2 separate regions of the Sus scrofa genome follow, and region 1 is linked to region 2. Evidence: chromatin contacts called from public HiChIP or PLAC-seq data. All regions are on one chromosome and are shown on one strand. The core of a region is the stretch at or near the end of the contact, and the rest is flanking DNA. Distances in the headings are between cores, read along the strand shown. Region 1 has its middle 10 kb from the start of SLC1A5. Region 2 overlaps PTGIR (prostacyclin receptor).

Region 1 (3,405 bases), core at 134-2,633, 150 kb before region 2:
TTACTTAAGTGTATATTCATTCATTCAACACATATTTATTGAGCACCTGCTATGTGCCAGGCACTCTTCTAGGCAGTGGGGATACAGCAGAGAAGAAAACAGACAAAATTTCCTGCCCTCTTTGACCTGACATTCTAGTCAACAAATAAAGACAGTCAACAAATAAAGTGACAAGTGCATTTTAATATTACATAGTAGGTCAGATGGCACAGTCAGTGCTGTTGATAAAACATAAAGCAGGCGGAGAAGCTGGAGTGTTGAGGTGGCAGGAAGGTTTCTGTTTGATTACGAGGTGGTCAGAGATGACCTTGATAAAGGTAACATGTGAGCAAAGGCCTGGAGGTGGTAAGGAAGCGAGTCACGTGGTTATAAGAGGGTAAGAGTGGAACAGCAAGGGGAACAGCAAGTGCAAAGGCCCTGAGGTGGGAGTGACCCCGAAATGTACCAAGTCCAGGCCGGAGAGGAGTGAGTAAGGAGGAGAGCTTGTGCGGGGGTGAGATACAGTCCTGTAGAGCCTTGTCCACAAATTGGCTTTGCTGTCTCATCCTGAATGTGTGTGTGGGGGCTGGCTTGTAACAGTTTGTGAGGCCCGATTGCAAAACCTCTGGGAATTTTGCAAGCCTGCTTTAAATATAGCCATTACTAAAACATATATAAACTCTGGGTCACCTTGCCGTGCAGTAGCAAATTGACAGAACACTGTAAACCAGCTATGATGGAAAAAATAAAATCATTTTTTAAAAAAGTATATAAACTTATAACTAAATAAATTCTTTCTTGGCCACAGCTACAGCACGTGGAAGATCCTGGGCCAGGGTTTGACCCTCACCATAGCAGTGACCCAAGCCACAGCGGTGATAACGCCAGCCCTTCAACCCACTGAGCCACCGGGGAACTCCTAAATAAATTCTTTTGCACACAACGATTTATTGCCTCCTCATTATTATACTACATTTTACTGCCATCTCTGTTCTAGAGGTTAGGAAAATCCCACCTGGAGGATATCTTCCAAGTCTGTGTTCCAGGATGTTCCACGTGTTGGTAGCTTAAAACCAGCTGTGGGGGGGGAGTAATTTACACCACAGACACGGGCAAACGCTGCAGCTCAGGACTGTTTTCTCCCCCAGAGAGCTGGCGGTTAAACATTCACCAACACACCACCAAAGCACTTGCAGATCTGGCTCATTCTTTTGCAAAGCTGCATAGTATTCCCATGCATGGATGGTCCATAACGCATTACGCTGGCCCCTTTCTGATGGGCGCTTGGCTGGTGTCCAGTCTTTTGCAAATGCAAACAGTGCTGATTTCCCACGTGTGTGACTCTAACTGTAGAATCAATCCCTTGAAGCAGAACTGCCATGTCAGAGGGCATGGGCCCTGCTAACGTCAATGCCTGTTGCCTAATGATTTTCCAGAGAGCCACCAGCAAATGGGTCAGAGGCCAGAGGCTTCTTCTAAGGAGGCAAACTTGATTGTGTCACTCTGTTGCTTAAACCTTTTGATGGCTCCCGCTGCTCCCAGGGTGAAGCTTTCAGGTTCTCCCATGGCCTAGGCCCCTTGAGGTCAGGCCTTGTCCCTTTTCTTTTTGCAACTAGAAGGTTGCACCGTGACCCCCGCTGTGACCTCTCATAAATTCCACATTGCAATCACCTTGATGATATGCTGTCTGTCTCCTGAAATTGGCCGTGTTCCTACCCACTCTTGTTGGCTCATGCCTTTCCCTTCTCTGGGAGCTTACTTCCCAGTACCTTAATCAAGAGGCTAACCCCCGCTCTATCAGTTCAGTCCCTTTCTGTTTCAAAAAGCTAAAAACCCCAGTGTAACTGTCTTCAGCAAAATTGGAAATGGATTGGCTCATCTCAATAAAAAGTTGTTGAGTTGGATGGCTTCAGGTATAGCTGGTTCCAGGGGCTTGGATGATCCCATGAAGCCACTTTTGGCCTGTGGGTTCTCTTCCATGTCGGGACCCCTTGCCAGCCCCTGCCTTAGAAATGCCCCTCATGGTCACAGGAGGCAAAGAGCTAGAGGTGGAAGGGAAGGGTCTAGGCAGAGAAAACAGCCCAGAACTGGTGTTAGTAAACCCAGCTCTTGGTGGGGCATAGTAGACAACTCTATAGCTACGTAGCATCCTCCAGGCTGAACCCCAAGGAGATAAGTTCTTGCCCCTATGCTAAATTCTTCCACTGAGGGTCAGGCTAGGAATAGCTGCTTGGGCTCTGAGGGTGGAAAACCTAGGTTCCAATCCTAGAGGGGTGAAAAAAACGTTCAGAACTGGATCGTGGTGATGGTTACACAACACCGTGAATGTGCTTGCTCAAGGCCACTGAATTGTACACTTTAAAATGGTTAAAAGGGTTAAGGTCGTGTTAAGTATATTTTACCACAGGACAAACACAAGAGGCTGACAATGCTAAAAAAATAAAAATTAAAAAAAAAAAAGTAAAAATGAGAAGAAAAATTCCTGGTGCGACTACGTAGCAGCTGAGTGACTTCTCTGTACCTCTGTTTATCGGCCTATAAAATGAGGACAATAACAGGCCTCCCCACCTCGCTGGCTTGTTGAGAGGCTCAGGTAGGTAATACATGCATGGTGCTCAGGGTAGTACCCGGGATATAGTTAAGTGTTTAGTAAATGTTAGTTATTATTTTAAATCAAAATATTGGGTGGCTTGCCCAGTGAAATGAGCCAGCTTCAAAAGGTCACTGCCGCAGCCTGTGCGGGCTTCTATAACAAAATACTGCAGATGGGGTGGCTTATAAACAACAGAGGAGGAGTTCCCATTGTGGCTCAGTGGTTAACAAATCCGACTAGGAACCATGGGGTTGCGAGTTCAACCCCTGGCCTTGCTCAGTGGGTTAAGGATTCGGCGTTGCCATGAGCTGTGGTTTAGGTCGCAGACACGGCTCGGATCCCGAGTTGCTGTGGCTCTGGCGTAGGCTGGCAGCTGCAGCTCCAATTGGACCCCTAGCCTGGGAACCTCCAAATGCCGCGGGAGTGGCCCAAGAAATGGCAAAAAAGACAAAAAAACCCAAAACAAAACAGAGGAGTTCCCCACGGTGCCGTGGGTTATAGGATCAGGCATTGCCATTGCTGTGGCTTGGGTTGCCGCCATTATGCAGGTTCAGTCCCTGGCCTGGGAACTTCTGCATGCCATGGGGATACCCCCGCAAAAAAAACCCCAGAAATTTATTTCTCATAGTTCTGGAAGCTGGAAGTTCAAGGTCAGTATAAATGGTTGGGTTGCAGGCTTCTCATTGTATCCTCACGTAGGGAGAATGGACCAGAGATGTCTCTGGAGCCTTATATATTTATTTATTTATTTATTTTAGGGCCACATCCATGACTTATGGAGGTTCCCAGGCTAGGGGTCCCATTGGAGCTACATCTGCCAGCCTACACCAGAG
Region 2 (3,205 bases), core at 605-3,104:
TCCCTTCCCCATCCAGCAGGCCACCCCTCCCTCATTTCTGCCGATGAGCAAGGGGTGGGAGAGGAGCTTTGGGGGGTGGGTGGAGGCAGGACTGGTGGGTGGTTCTTGACGGCCTCACTCTGCCCCCAGATCCGCGGCTTCACCCAAGCCATCGCCCCGGACAGCAGCGAGATGGGGGACCTCCTCGCCTTCCGTTTCAACGCCTTCAACCCCATCCTGGACCCTTGGGTCTTCATCCTTTTCCGCAAGGCCGTTTTCCAGCGCCTCAAGCTCTGGTTCTGTTGCCTGTGCCTGAGGCCCGCCCAAGGCGACTCGCAGACATCCCTCGCCTGGCCCGCTTCGGGGAGGAAGGACTCAAGGGCCCCTGCTGCTCCCAGGGGGAAGGAGGGGAGCTGGGTTCCTCTGTCAGCCTGGGGCGAAGGGCAGGGGGCACCCTTGCCTGCCGCACAGCCATCCAGCAACACCGTGGGAACGCCATCCAAAGGGGGGTCTGAGACCGCCTGCTCCCTCTGCTGACATCTGCCCTGAGCTCTCCGGCCCTGACTTCCGGGAGCGGGAGCCAGAAGTTCGGGGACATGGCTGATGGCTGGGGGTGGATAAGCCCAGAGATGGATCCTGGAGCCCTGCGTCCCGGAACATTGACCCTCTGAATTCAGGGGGTGATCAGCTGCTATTTCTCCTCCTTCAGGGTGGCTGTGCGGGCTGTGGAGGGAGGGGGAGAGGGAGCCAGAGCAATTATCCTGGAGCATAAAAAGGACAGTTCCCTCCAAATATCCGGTGGCCTGGCGGCCTGGTCTGGCCATCGCTTGCCCATCCATCTCACTATCTAAATATTTAGAAAGCAGAAAAGTTCCCAGCAGCTTCTGTGCAACTCAGGTCTGCTCTGGTTAGGGTTCTGGCTCTGACCCTCATTCATTCAGGGTGCCCCACTTGCCCATGCCTAATCTCCAGAGGACAGCCCTGCCCTCTCCCAGCCCACTCCAAGGCCCCCCCACCATCTCTGCCTCAAGGAAGCCACAGAGTCTGTGACAAGCTCCCTGCTTCCCTTTACTTTTTTTTCCCCCCTCTTTTTTAGGGCCCACTGGAGGCATATGAAAGTTCTCAGGCTAGGGGTCAAATCAGAGCTACAGCTGCCGGCCTACAGCACAGCCACAGCAACGCCAGATCTGAGCCGTATCTGTGACCTACGCCATAGCTTGCATTAACTTTGGATCCTTAACCCACTGAGTGAGGCCAGAACTTGCATCCTCATGGATACTAGTTGAGTTCTTAACCCCCTGAGCCACAACAGGAACTCCTAGTTCTGATTCCCGCGCTGGACTTGGGAGCCCTGGTCCCAGCAGGGGGAGGTGGGAGGGACGGGAGACTGTTGCATTGTGGGTAACACCACTGGACAGGTACCTGGGAAACTGCATAGCTTGGTGGGTTCCAAGATGAGGATGATGGAGCCATGGGATGCAGGGGAGCTGGAGAAGCTGGAGGGCAAAGGGGTAGGAGGCAGGGAACTCAGGGCTGGCCCTAGAACTCAGACTTAAGTCCCATGCCCCCGTCCCTGAATAGATGGCTGCCCCCTCACGGAGCCTGACCTCACCTCCTGTGTCCTTTCGAAGCTCTCCCAAAAATGTCATTCAGGATTCCCCTTGTGGCTCAGTGGGTTAAGGATCAGGCATTGTCACTAGGGTGGCTCTGGTTAGAGCTGTGTTTTGGTTTTGATCTCTGGCGTGGGAACTTTCACATGCAGCAGACGCAACCCCCCAAAACACAAAACGTCATTCATTCAACAAGGCAGAGAGCGGGCGCTGACTCTACCAGCTGCTGGGGACACAGATCAGTCTCTGCCCCACCCTGGACTCCTCTGGGGGTGACTTCCAGCCTTCAGTTCCCCTTCTGACTGCTGGGGTGATTTCCAGCCCCTTTCTCATGGCCATTCTCTGCACTCATGCACAGCATCAAGGGTGTGCAGGGGGCAAGCATGAATGAACTGGGGCTTAGTGGGGTGGTGGGTGGTGGGGGAATGGGAAAGCCCACAGACTTCCCTCCACTCCCCACCACTTCCGCTTTCCCTTTCTCCCTTGCTTCATGGTTAAAACAATGCATCTGCCTGGTGGGGGCGGGGAGTAGGTGAGGCTGAGTTTCCTATAAAGGCAGTAGCAGTCCCTCTCCACGGTGGGATGTACCCTCACTCCATCTGGCTATTATTAGAGCCTTTCTACAGAGACTGGAATCAAGGTCCAGAGAGGGCGCTCACCGGCTACAGGCCACACAGCAAGGAGAAAGCCGTCTGCAGGTGGAGCTGGTCTTTCCATCTCCTTAGGCCCGATCACTGCGGGGATCGGTGCGTTTGCCTTCCTGAGCCTTGATTTCCTTTTACATAGAATGGTCATCATGACCCAGAGCTCAGCTCGCAGGGCTGTGCTGAGGATGAAATGAGTCCTGCGAAGAGCAATTTAGCGCCAGCCCCCAATACATGTTACTGTTCTCGCCCTTGTGGTCGTTGTGGCTACAGTCTCTGGCACCTGGGTAAATGTGGTTTGATATTCGGCAACACTCTGCTTCGTTATTTTGACTTTTTTCCCCCCAGTTACTGTGTTTCGTATGAAGGGTGTCTTCAAGAGTTAAAAATAGTTCAAGATGATGCTTCCTGGGTGCAGGACTTCCTTTTGGGGTGATGAGAGGGTTCTGGTGATGAAAACGTTGCGGTGGGGGTTGTACAACATCACAAGTGGATTAAATGTCACTCAGTGGTAGCCTTTAAAATGCTACATTTTTTGTTATGGGTATTTAACCACAATAAAAACCCCTATGTAATACTGAAAAAAATTTGAGGAAGTTTAGAAACTTTTATAGCTGTCTTGGCAGAAATACTATTACATTGTTTGATTTTTTTTTTTTTCCTGTTTTTCGCTACCCTGTAGCTTATGGAGTTCCTGGGCCAGGGATTAGATCTCAGCTGCAGTTGCAACTTAAGCTGCAGCTGGGGCAACACCAGATCTTTAACCCACTGTGGCTTGGGATCGAACCTGTGTCCCGGTGCTAAAGAGACGCCTCTGATCCCGTTGCACCACAGCAGGATCACTTATATTGCTTGAATTTCATAACCAAAATATTGACTTATATGTGTGACTGGGTCACTTTGCTGCACAGCAGAAATTGGCACAATGCTGTAAATCAACTATACCTTCATTTGAAAAAAGCAATTTCAAAC

The links. HiChIP or PLAC-seq counts read pairs in DNA pulled down with a chosen protein or histone mark.
Region 1: a contact with region 2 is called in an H3K27ac HiChIP or PLAC-seq map of alveolar macrophages. The contact joins two enhancer-like sites. A contact is called at or near these places in 3 of 47 Hi-C or Micro-C datasets (embryonic fibroblasts, liver and subcutaneous adipose tissue) and 2 of 2 datasets of contacts at active chromatin or transcription factors (alveolar macrophages and skeletal muscle).

What each region holds. Positions count from the first base shown.
Region 1 is chr6:52,670,134-52,673,538 of Sscrofa11.1, reverse strand. No RefSeq gene overlaps it. Among named protein-coding and RNA genes, the nearest start is that of SLC1A5, 10 kb to the right of the region's middle. Within about 2 kb of position 1,383, at least 7 of the 83 cell types and tissues checked have an H3K27ac peak or open chromatin away from gene starts, as enhancers often do. A contact at or near this core is called in alveolar macrophages, where this site is marked.
Region 2 is chr6:52,522,245-52,525,449 of Sscrofa11.1, reverse strand. PTGIR (prostacyclin receptor) reads left to right here. Exons shown (of 2, transcript XM_003355952.4): 2 at 130-2,811. The coding sequence ends at 516. Among named protein-coding and RNA genes, the nearest start is that of PTGIR, 3.5 kb to the left of the region's middle. Within about 2 kb of position 1,854, at least 8 of the 83 cell types and tissues checked have an H3K27ac peak or open chromatin away from gene starts, as enhancers often do. A contact at or near this core is called in alveolar macrophages, where this site is marked.